Linked DNA regions of Mus musculus: region 2 is linked to region 1. Evidence: chromatin contacts called from public Hi-C data. All regions are on one chromosome and are shown on one strand. Each heading gives the region's core, a stretch centred on a gene start, on an enhancer-like site or on the middle of the called end of the contact. The rest is flanking DNA. Distances are from core to core; before and after follow the strand shown.

The links. Hi-C and Micro-C count contacts between places; a contact is called where the count stands out from the background.
Region 2: a contact with region 1 is called in a Hi-C map of forebrain, with 3 times the contacts expected there. The contact joins the promoter of Vbp1 here to the enhancer-like site in region 1. A contact is called at or near these places in 6 of 484 Hi-C or Micro-C datasets (the HL-1 cell line, LSK cells, adipose-derived mesenchymal stem cells and 3 more), 3 of 115 datasets of contacts at active chromatin or transcription factors (effector CD8 T cells, memory CD8 T cells and neural progenitor cells) and 1 of 9 other capture datasets (adipose tissue).

What each region holds. Positions count from the first base shown.
Region 1 is chrX:75,471,770-75,478,145 of GRCm38.p6, forward strand. It overlaps the pseudogene Gm8666. Among named protein-coding and RNA genes, the nearest start is that of Vbp1, 39 kb to the right of the region's middle. Within about 2 kb of position 3,767, at least 105 of the 459 cell types and tissues checked have an H3K27ac peak or open chromatin away from gene starts, as enhancers often do. A contact at or near this core is called in cerebral cortex, forebrain, memory CD8 T cells and 1 more, where this site is marked.
Region 2 is chrX:75,511,935-75,518,310 of GRCm38.p6, forward strand. Vbp1 (von Hippel-Lindau binding protein 1) reads left to right here and starts at 2,363. Exons shown (of 6, transcript NM_011692.2): 1 at 2,363-2,494; 2 at 5,155-5,279. The coding sequence starts at 2,405.

The DNA of each region.
Region 1 (6,376 bases), core at 2,517-5,016:
AGAAGAAAGAGAAAAAGAAAAAAGCCCTAGCTTCCCAGAAGGGTCAAATTTTTAATTTTTGTTCATAATAACATTAACAGCAATATACATGTATGTATGTGTACATATTACTGTGGGCAAGCCAGATAATTAATTCTGGGGAAATATATACTACCCTACTCCAAATGTGTGTGTATGTTTTTTGAGAGAGACAGAGATACAGATAGAGCCAGAGAAGAGCCATAGAATGAATACCAATGCATCAAATAGTAAAATAAAAAGAGTTATATGAGGATCAACATTGTAAAAATGGCTATCTTGCCAAAAGCAATCTACAGATCCAATGCAATCCCCATCAAAATTCCAACTCAATTCTTCAACGAGTTAGAAGGAGCAATTTGCAAATTCATCTGGAATAACAAAAAACCTAGGATAGCAAAAACTCTTCTCAAGGATAAAAGAACCTCTGGTGGAATCACCATGCCTGACCTAAAGCTTTACTACAGAGCAATTGTGATAAAAACTGCATGGTACTGGTATAGAGACAGACAAGTAGACCAATGGAATAGAATTGAAGACCCAGAAATGAACCCACACACCTATAGTCACTTGATCTTCGACAAGGGAGCTAAAACCATCCAGTGGAAGAAAGACAGCATTTTCAACAATTGGTGCTGGCACAACTGGTTGTTATCATGTAGAAGATTGCGAATCGATCCATACTTATCTCCTTGTACTAAGGTCAAATCTAAGTGGATCAAGGAACTTCACTTAAAACCAGAGACACTGAAACTTATAGAGGAGAAAGTGGGGAAAAGCCTTGAAGATATGGGCACAGGGGAAAAATTCCTGAACAGAACAGCAATGGCTTGTGCTGTAAGATCGAGAATTGACAAATGGGACCTAATGAAACTCCAAAGTTTCTGCAAGGCAAAAGACACCGTCAATAAGACAAAAAGACCACCAACAGATTGGGAAAGGATCTTTACCTATCCTAAATCAGATAGGGGACTAATATCCAACATATATAAAGAACTCAAGAAGGTGGACTTCAGAAAATCAAATAACCCCATTAAAAAATGGGGCTCAGAACTGAACAAAGAATTCTCACCTGAGGAATACCGAATGGCAGAGAAGCACCTGAAAAAATGTTCAACATCCTTAATCATCAGGGAAATGCAAATCAAAACAACCCTGAGATTCCACCTCACACCAGTCAGAATGGCTAAGATCAAAAATTCAGGTGACAGCAGATGCTGGCGTGGATGTGGAGAAAGAGGAACACTCCTCCATTGTTGGTGGGATTGCAGGCTTGTACAACCACTCTGGAAATCAGTCTGGCGGTTCCTCAGAAAATTGGACATAGTACTACCGGAGGATCCAGCAATACCTCTCCTGGGCATATATCCAGAAGATGCCCCAACTGGTAAGAAGGACACATGCTCCACTATGTTCATAGCAGCCTTATTTATAATAGCCAGAAGCTGGAAAGAACCCAGATGCCCCTCAACAGAGGAATGGATACAGAAAATGTGGTACATCTACACAATGGAGTACTACTCAGCTATTAAAAAGAATGAATTTATGAAATTCCTAGCCAAATGGATGGACCTGGAGGGCATCATCCTGAGTGAGGTAACACATTCACAAAGGAACTCACACAATATGTACTCACTGATAAGTGGATATTAGCTCAAAACCTAGGATACCCAAGATATAAGATACAATTTCCTAAACACATGAAACTCAAGAAAAATGAAGACTGAAGTGTGGACACTATGCCCCTCCTTAGAAGTGGGAACAAAACACCCTTGGAAGGAGTTACAGAGACAAAGTTTGGAGCTGAGATGAAAGGATGGTCCATGTAGAGACTGCCATATCCAGGGATCCACCCCATAATCAGCATCCAAACGCTGACACCATTGCATACCCTAGCAAGATTTTATCGAAAGGACCCAGATGTAGCTGTCTCTTGTGAGACTATGCCGGGGCCTAGCAAACACAGAAGTGGATGCTCACAGTCAGCTAATGGATGGATCACAGGGCTCCCAATGGAGGAGCTAGAGAAAATACCCAAGGAGCTAAAGGGATCTGCAACCCTATAGGTGGAACAACATTATGAACTAACCAGTACCCCGGAGCTCTTGACTCTAGCTGCATATGTATCAAAAGATGGCCTAGTTGGCCATCACTGGAAAGAGAGGCCCATTGGACACGCAAAAATTATATGCCCCAGTACAGGGGAACGCCAGGGCCAAAAAGGGGGAGTGGGTGGGTAGGGGAGTGGGGGTGGGTGGGTATGGGGGACTTTTGGTATAGCATTGGAAATGTAAATGAGCTAAATACCTAATAAAAATTTAAAAAAAAGAGTTATATGAAGTAAATTGAAAATATTTTCAGTCTTTTCATTATCTTATTTTGATGCTTTTCATCATCTTTAATTTAGGTATACTACAGTATATAAACCAAACAAATATGAGTGTTGAACATCTAGCTAGTGTCCTTTTTGCCAAAGTTAGGAGCAGCAGCTGGGTGGTGATCTTCAAAGCCCTGATGCCCACACATTACCTCATGGTTTATGGAAATGAGGTGAGTACAGCACATGTGCAGTGTTTCTTTACTTCTATTACACAGAAACATAAACCAAAAATTGCAAAATGTACTTTTTTTAACTCTTTAACAACAGATTTTATTGGTCGAGGAGCAGAGTACACACATTCCAATTCTTATTACATGTACCGAAAAAGAGCCATATACTGTGTTCACGTACCCAAACTCTGAAGTCACATTGTGTTCATGTACACAAATGAAGAGCTACTTATTGTTTTTCTTTGAACTTGTTCAAGTGACCCGGCAAGTTCCCCTAAGACCTCTCATAACTACCAATGCCTGTAATCCTCAGTTCCACCAATTCACAATGTTACACCACACACAGAACAGACTCAGGACTTCCACCTTTCACAGCACATTATCACAACTGTTAGGAAAATGGACTGCCACGACCACAGACATCACAGTCCTGACGGGACAAGGACCAAGGACTGGCTTTCTTACAAAATGGTTCTACTAGAAACACGGGACCAGATAGAACTGAAAATATTCCAGACACGAATGCACGACTGAGAAGCCAAATTGCCATTTAATATGCTTTGTATTATAGGATATAAAACTAGCCCCATCTACGGAATGTTATGGTGACCCCCGAGACAGTCACAGCTTCTCCTGATTCAGTATCCTGCTATTTGCTGGTTGTACAAAAAAAAAAAAAAAAAAAAAAAAAAAAAAAAAAAACCACCCAGCAAATGATTTAACCTCTAAAAAACCATTTACACTTAAAAAAATGGGATGAGGTGGGAATCCCCTCACCTTTTAAAAATGTTTCTAGAGCTACTAAAAAACTCGCATTTACAAAATAGTTGATAAAAATATTCCTCTGGATTGTACAAGAAGGGAGGCGGGACCACTGTCAGACGTGATGGATGCTTAGTCGGACTTAGCTTCTTTCTCTTCTTCAGAGGCTGGACTCTGGTTTTCCGTCTCTCCATTTTCTGCAGGCAGCTCTGTGGTTTCCTGGTCAGCCACGTCAGCCTGTTTGCTCTTCGCTCCCCTCTTCCCTTTTATCTGCACTTTTTTGTCTGATGCTTTATCCTTTCCCGCGGCCTTTTTCCGGCTTCGCGTCCACCTTGGCAGGGGCGGGCTTGGCCGACAGCCTCGCGGAGAGGCACTTGGGCTCCGCCTTGGCCGCTCCATCCGCGCTAACCTTCCTCTTGGGCATCGTGGCGGCGAGGGGTGGGAGACGCATGCGTCGTCGGATCTGTCACCGAGGAGCCGCACTGCCAAGCCGCCGCCGCCGCCGCCACCACCATGCGAACTGCTGCGACCCGTCCTGGGGGCGGTGGGAGAACCGGATGGAACCGGATTCCAAAATGTACTTTTTAAAGGTCTTATTATTTCTTACTTCTATAAGTGGAAGGTAAAACAAGTAAATTACATTTTTTTCTTTCACTGATGATTGTAACTTTGAAATCAGTATTCTTGGAAATATACCAGTTATATACTGCTAAAATATCCACTGGATAATAACGTAACTAATAAAGTACATATTGAATATTTCAATTACTCTTCAGTGATGGGACCCCTCCCAACAAATGTATTACTGCATAAATGTTTTACTTTTTGAGTGAGACTGGATACCTGATGGTATTGTATCTTCACATGCCTACTTTTCCCCATATACATATTTTTAATTACATGGAACAGCTGAAGTATTCTATAGAATTACATTTTTTTCTATTTCAAATTCATAACCCTTTAATTTCCATAAACCTTGGATTAAAAATTAAAGTTTAGAAATATGTTGTAATTTGAAACTTATTGTACAGTAATGGTAATTACACAAGATAGTATCTATAAAGTAGCGCATACATATGTATCATAATAGCTATATCAGAATAAGAACCATACTTTAAAAAAAATTCATAACACTAAAAATGTGAGGTACTTATGGGGTTAATTTCAAATAAAGTCTATCAACCCAAGTAAATACTAGAATGACATCTTTATCCTACTACATATATAAAATCATTTCCACAAAGATAAAATATAGAGCACTAAATTTAAAACTAAAGAAAATGTAGGTGGCTGTTTTATACAGCATTTTGATAGGAAAAACATCATAAAGCTAATCATAAGAAAGTATAATTATGGCTGGAGAGATGGCTCAGTGGTTAAGAGCACTGACTGCTCTTCCAGATGTCCTGAGTTCGATTCCCAGCAACCACATGGTGACTCACAGCCATCTGTAATAAATGCCCTCTTCTGGTGTGTCTGAAGACAGCTTACAGTGTACTTATATACATAAAAAAGTATAATTATAGGAAAAAGGGCAATACAACGAGCACATTGCAAAACATTTAATATTAAATTAAATGTAATATTCCGTAAGAAGGCTGGATTTAAAAATTGATTCTAATACAGAAAACTTTAATTTTTTACAGTTATTTATTGTGTGTGTGTGTGTGTGTGTGGTCACCCATGAAAACAAGTAACTTTACTCACAGAACCGTCTTGATTGCCTGAAGACAAATTTTAGAATGACATTTTATTATGAATAAATATTGTATGTGGTGGTGGTGGTGTGTGTGTGTGTTTAGTGTGTACTAGGACATGTATGCCACAATGCACACCTGGAGATGAGAAGACAGCTTTTGAGAGCTGGCTTTCTGTTTCTACCATGTGGATTCTAGGAATCAAACTCAAAGCATCAGGCTTGATGGCAAGTGCCTTTATTCTCTGAGATGTCTTACAGGCCCTATTTAGGTAAATTTTTAAAATACGCACACTATTTGTTCATGTGAAATTCTAAGAAAACAGACTATAAAGACTTGAAAATTATCCAATTTGAATCTAAATAGAAGGAAAAAAGAAACAGAGCTTGGTAATGAGTGAAAGACGACTTAACAGTAATGTTCTATTCTTTTTGTGGAGAGGATTAAGACAGTCTCTTCACTATGATGCCCTTGGGTGACCTGATACTCACTATGTAGATAGCCTGGCCTTTAACTCATAGAGATGCACCTGCACCTATAAATTCAGTACCTTCTGAATGCTGGAATTAGTGTGTACACCCTTAGCTGGATGTTTCATTCCTCTCATAAAATTAGCTTTGAGGTGGATACAGAGAAAAAACAAGAAGCTGTCAGTTCTAGTTGGTGATGTACCCAAATATATCATTGTTTTTGTATTGTTCTGCAATTTAAAATGAATCAGAGAGAGAGAGAGAGAGAGAGAGAGAGAGAGAGAGAGAGAGAGAGAGAGAGGCTAGAAGGAAAGTCTTGAGAGCCTAACACTTAATTAAACTCATTAATAAACACCATCTGTATATAAAATTTGGTACATTATGTTTGACAGCATTTTATTCAATATCATGCTTCTTGAAGCTCTTTGTTTACACAATTTCCTTGATAAAAGTGTCATAGAAGGTAAGAGGAGTCTGTGATTGAGATATTTCTATGTGACAAAGAATGAAAAATCTGAAACTATTCTTTGTTAAGAAAATGCTTCTGAATTATTGAAGATGTGATGTGGTGCAAATCTCGCGGAGGTAAATAATTCCTCAATTCATTGATACAAATTTGAGTGCTTACTAGCTTATTAATGGACCTTTAGGTCTTTACTCAATGAGGCCTTATCCAGCCTACCAAAAATTGTCCCACGTTCCTTTCTGTATGCTACTTCCCTGTCTGAGTTTCTTTTATTCCACTGTTTTGTTTTGTTTTGTTTTGGGGTCATTACTTTCTGTCAGTCCACATCTGAAATAAACAAGTACTGAACTTTTTGAACTTCCAACACCTATATCAAGACCTGACTTGCAGTAGGTACTCAACGACTGTTCCAT
Region 2 (6,376 bases), core at 1,113-3,612, 39 kb after region 1:
CTGCATTTCCTTTAGATAGGAACATTTTTTTTTTAAAAAAAGAAATCACAGTGACTACTTGCTCACCATGAAACCTGTTGAAAAGATAACCACTTACATTGTTCTTTTTTCTTGCAAATAGAGGTGAAGCCATGTTCAATGGAAGATTGCAGCTTCAAAGCTTCCACTCCACCTTTGGCTTTTGTTAAAAACAAAAAGTAATTAAAGGACAAAAGGTTGCAAAGGGTGGAAAATGAAGGATAGATCTAGGAGGAGTTGTGGGAGTTCAGGGGTGAATATGATTAAAATGTACTGTATGCACATGTAAAATTCTCAAGAATAAAGTATTATGTATATATTAATTTGAAAATCTCAAATAGTTTTCCTTTTGTAGGGCGTTCAAAAGGATATGACAGACAAATCATCCATGCTGAAAGCACCAGCTAATGAGTAATTCCTATACTTGGGAATTTAGTCCATCAGTAGGGTGTTTGCTTAGTTTAGAATGCATGCAAGCAGGGTCCCTGAGAGGGAAGAAAGAAGGGAGAAAATTGGGGAAGAAGGGAAGGGAGCAAAGTAGAGAGGGAAAGAAGGAGGAAGAAGAGGAATGGAGAAAAAGAATGTTCTTTTTAGGAGTAATATTATAGAATTTGGGGCAAACTGAAATCTTATTAATCAATTTAAAGGTAGGAATTGTTCGTAAAAAAAAAAAACTCCCTCTTTGCTCATGAGTTTCAATAAAATAGGTTTTACTTTCTCATTTCAGTTGACACAAAGGACAAGAAGAGGTGAACTATTTTAAAGATTTTATTTTATTTTAAATTATATAAATGTGTACAGGGTGTTTTTTAGTGGTAGAGAACATTTTTATTTTTACTGTCTTTTTTTTTTTTTAGTTATCAAAACCATATATGAACTAAATACAAAGGCTTCCCAAGTTGTATAAATCTCATCTCAACTTTATCATGTATTTATTTTTGCTATTTTTCCCACCCTAACTTTTTCCCTCTTAACTCCTGCCCACTCCCTCTTGGATTCATGGTCCCTTCTTGTATGATTATTACTGTATCTTATATAAACTTATAACTGAGTACATTTAATGTTGTTCATATGTACATGTACTTGGGGCTGACCATTTAAGATTTGGCAACCTATCAGGGGGGCTTGTCTCTGGAGAAAATTGATTCTCCCTCCCTCAGCAGCCATTGACTGATTGTAGTTCATCATCTAGTGTAGGGCTGTGTGAAATTTCCCTCATTCCCATTAACGTGTATGCTGCTGGGGTCATTATGTAGGACTTGGCTAGGCAACCATATTGTTGAGATTTCATGGCTATAGTTTCCCTGCCATGTTGTTCTGGCTGGTTTTATGTGTCAACTTGACACAGCTGGAGTTACCACAGAGAAAGGAGCTTCAGTTGAGGAAATGCCTCCATGAGATCCAACTGTAAGGCATTTTCCCAATTAGTGATCAAGAGGGAAAGGCCCCTTGTGGGTGGGACCATCTCTGGGCTGGTAGTCTTGGGTTCTATAAGAGAGCAGGCTGAGCAAGCCAGGTAAGGCAAGCCAGTAAAGAACATCCCTCCATGGCCTCTGCATCAGCTCCTGCTTCCTGCCCTGCTTGAGTTCCAGTCCTGAGTTCCTTTGGTGATGAACAGCAGTATGGAATCGTAAGCTGAATAAACCATTTTTTCCCCAACTGCTTCTTGGTCATGATGTTTGTGCAGGAATAGAAACCCTGACTAAGACAAATTGATACTGGCTTGCTTTGTTTTATAAGCTACTTTTGCTTTTATTTGCAAACAGGGTCTCCTGCAGTGATTATGCATATCTGGTTTATTGATAGATTTGCTTTTTAAAGAGTTGTTGTGGAGGACAAAACTCTGGGAAGTCTTTGGATCTAAGAATTTAAGCACAGCTCTTGGCATTTTTTTCACATAAACTATAAACATATCGAAAGTTTTGACCTGGAAGCCGACAAGTATCTCACTGAAGGTGGCTTGTGAGAAAGATTGGTGTATTTCTTATGAGTCCAGGGCATACACACTCAGAATGAAGTTCACTGGTCTGCAAAAGGGAATTGGGATTGCCTCAGAAGCCACTCTGGAGTGTAGTCTCTTGATATCTTCAGGTGCAGGTGGGGCTGCGGTTTGGCATGGTCTGAATTCCCAGGGCTTTATCCTTGCCCATTCCTTAGATCTCTGAGATTAAGCATTAGAATAAGCATTAGCCTTCTGGCTTTTCCAACACATCCTTTCTAAGCTTGTCAGTCACATGCGTGTAGCCAATCACCACCCACGACGTAAGCACCAATGAATACGCAGATTCGCAGGGAGAGAGGCGGGTCTGAAGTGCAAACGATCCAATCACTGACGCCAACGATCGATGCCTCAGAAGGTAGTTATTTGCTCTGGTGCTTTCTGAAGATGGCGGCGGCTAAGGACGGATGCGGCCTAGAAACTGCTGCTGGAAACGGGCGGCGGCTCCACTTAGGGATTCCTGAAGCAGTGTTTGTGGTAAGAAACTCTTTCTCAGCGTCTTAATCTGATATTGGAGATTGCTTTCCAGTCACTTCCCAGGTCTGGGTCGTTGGGAGGAACAGAGCTAAAGGGTCCCGGAAGGGAATGTCTGGCCTTTTGCCTCTTCCTGCATCTTGGCTTTTTAGGCCTGGCGGGCGATAGCTTTGAAGAAAGGTAGTCCAACCCCGGCCCAGAAGAGGGAGCAGGGAGGAGAACTGGGTAGCTGGAGACGGATGCGAGGCGGATTGGGGCGTGGCGTCCCTTGAAACTGACCAGTTGCTGCCTGTTGTCGCCTAAAGAAAAACAAAAAACAGCAGCAACGGTTATTGAGCTCAAGACCGCAGTGATGCCGGAGATGTAGATGGGTGGACATTTAGCACAGAGAGCAGGCAGAGCAGCTGTTTGTAGGGTGTGGGTACTGAGTGGCACCCAGTCAGCTTGAGCACGGCCGTGGTCCGTTTCCTTGGGAATGGAAGCAGACTGCTGAGAAAAGTAAACGTTAGCACAAACGTTAAGTCCATGTGTTCTTGCTTTTAAGAATTGAGGCTTATGTAATGGGCAACCGGCTGTTATTAGGTTTTTGAAACCATTTTATATTTGCTTTTAGTAATACTATTTAAGCAGTTTGTAGACAACAAATTTTATGCAGTTGTGAAGATTGTGGGAAATGCAATTGGAAGGTTTCATGTAACAGGACCGACCCAAGTTAAATATTTGTACTGAAGCATATAAAATCTTAGTCAAAATTTCCTTGATTCTTTTTTGGTATGTACCAAAAATTATATATATTCTGTCTTATTGCTAACATTCTTCAAAAGACCCTTTTTTTCTTTTACTTAAATCACATTTTATATTGTATATTTTAATGTGCTGGTGGAATAAATTTTTATGTGTATTCTCAATGTTCTGTGCTTTTAAAAATATTTTTCAAGTGATCTTTACATGAAGTAATATTTTCTGAGGTTCAGAAATTTTCTTAGAAAATTTGCAAAACTTTATGAGGGAGTTACTGTTGTTCAAATTTTGTAGATGTAGTTGATGAAACCCAGAAATAGAGGTATCCAGAAGTAGCATTTGAGCAGTCAGGAGAGCTTTAGAACCTCTTTGGTCATGCTCTGCTACTTAGAGGTGAGGAAATTTTGTGTTATTTCTCCTGATCCTATTATAATGCCTGATATATAAGGATGTAAATATATAAATTTCCATTCTGTCTTAAATATAACCCGATAGCAGTAACTTCAGAAATGGAATTAATGAATACAAACTTTATCTGAGGGATTTACCGTAAAATAAACTTTTATTTATTTATTTTATTTATTTATTTTTTTGAGACAGCCCAGGTTGGCTTAGAACTCACTGTTTGGATTAGGATGGCCTCAAATTCATAGTGCCTGTCCTGCTTCTGCTTTCCAAGTTTGTAGGTTAAAGACAGACACTGTGACAACTGGCTGTAAAATTTTATGGTTAAATTTTATACCAACACGATGTAATAAGCAGTCCAAACTTTATATAATTATCTTGATGTTCCAAAACTAATGGAAGTGGCATGATATTTTAACAACATAAAATTCTATGTCTGAGAGTATTTGAATCCTACCCAACTTCCATCTTGCTGCTTAGTCTTGAGTTTCTATGGGTGACAATATTTATGGACTTATTTTGAAAAATAAAATATGTATTCAATTGAATTAAATCAGTAAGAAAAATGATAACTTTGGCACACAATTTGCTCAATTCTTTAGTGACTAGGGCACATGAGTAGGCAGTGTGCTTCATTGCTAGCAATTTTCATATTTATTACTAGAGCCACATGAGAAATGTATAAAGCAGGCAAGTTCATGTGTCTTACATTAAAAACAGAAAAATAAAGAATAAATTACCTACATAATGTATGTAAACTGTCCGAAATGGTCTTTCTTGAACTTTTTTTTTCTTTTTTTGAGACAAAGTATGTTGTCCAGGCTGACAACTTTGGATCCTTTCGCTTCTACTTCCTAAGTTCTGGGATAACAGACCTGTAGCATCATGTCTAACTTCTCTTTAACTTTTCTTCTGCCAGTGCTGGGGATAACCTAGGGCCACCTGTCTTGTAGGCAAGTGGTATACCACTGAGCTCCAGGGCAGCCATCTTTAACTCTTTATAGTTAGGTTTTTAATTAAAAACAAGCTTTCAGAAAAGAAAAATTAGTTCTCTCCAGTGGAGTCTCACTAGGTATATTAGCCATACTAACGGGTGGATTCCATGCAGGGCAGTAAATAGACGGCCACCACAAAATTAATTCAATCGTATTGTTGTAGACTTTTTGTGTAGTATTGTTTGAGTATTTTTCTCCCTCCTGGCCTTTTGCCTGGATGCTTTCATTTCAGATTTTGTGTTTTTATGGATTTTTTTTGTTTTTAAAATTATGGCTTTTTGTTTGTTTGCCTATTTTCTAAAGAAAGAGAAATTGGGGAGTTGGAGAGGTGGGAGGATCTTGGAGGAGTTGGGAGAGGGGAAGTTGATCAGATTATTTTATGAAATTTTTTCTTCAAAAAAAATTAAATGAAACAAACCTTTGAGGAAAACAAAACTTGTTCTTTTACATTTTATAAACAAAGTAGTAAAAATCAGGTTTGTAATATGAATTTAAAACTTCGTATGATTTTTCATATTAAAGGAAGATGTAGATTCTTTCATGAAGCAGCCTGGGAATGAGACTGCAGATACAGTGTTAAAGAAGCTGGATGAACAATACCAGAAGTATAAGTTTATGGAACTCAACCTTGCTCAGAAAAAAAGGAGGTAATCAAAATTTCTACATTTAAAAATCTTTACTATAATTATTAATGAATATAAGTTGTATACACTAATGAATTTTACTCTGATATATTTATACATGCAAATATTGTGCTTAGATCATATTCATTTTCCCTGATGCCAACCATCCTTTCCTTTTACTTTAGTCTGGTATATTTTATTTAACATGATAACCTAAAGTTCTGCTAATGGTGTTGTAAGTGACATATTTTCATTCTTACTAAATTATTGCATAATGTTCTATTTCTACATATATGCATAGACCTTGCATATATACCTGTTTATCCAATCATCTGATGTTCTTGATTATTGTGAATAATGCCACAATATTAGTATGCACAGAACTTCATTACTTTATTTTCTTTGGATATGCACTCAGGAATAATAAAGCTGAATCAAATAGTGTTTCCATTTTTAGTTTTTCAATTATGTGTGTGTGTGTGCTCATATGTATGCAGGTTCATGCATGCCATGCCACAAGCATATGCTCAAATGTGCTATAGTGCGCACATGTGGAGGTCAGAGAACAACTTTCTAGAATCATTTTCCTTCTGCTACCTTGTGGAGGCAGGGTCTCTCTTGCTATTATTTTTGCCACTTTGTGTACTCACACTAGCTGACCTGTGAGCCTCTGGGCAGTTCTCCTGTCTCTCGGGCAGTTCTCATTTTGCCATGCTGAGATTACAGATGCTAGCCATTGAATCCTGTTTTTTTGTTTTGTTTTGTTTTGTTTTGTTTTGTTTTGTGAGATTCAGAGGTTGAACTAAGGTTGCTCATCAGTAAGGATTTTGATCCATTTCTCTGGCCTCATTTTTATGTTTCTGAGGAGCATTCATACTGTTTTTTTTATAAAAGGTATTATAAGTTATATTATGTAAGGTAACATTGCATTTATATTATATAACAGTATATAAAGTACCCTTTTCCTGTATATCCTTGCCAATACTGCTAATTAGTTATTTTTGAGATAGGGTCTCATGTAGTGTAGTCTGGTCTTGAATTTGCTATGTAGCAAAGGATGACCTTGAGGTCCTGACCCTTCTGCCTCTACCTCCCAAATGTTGGAGTTACAGGTGTGTACC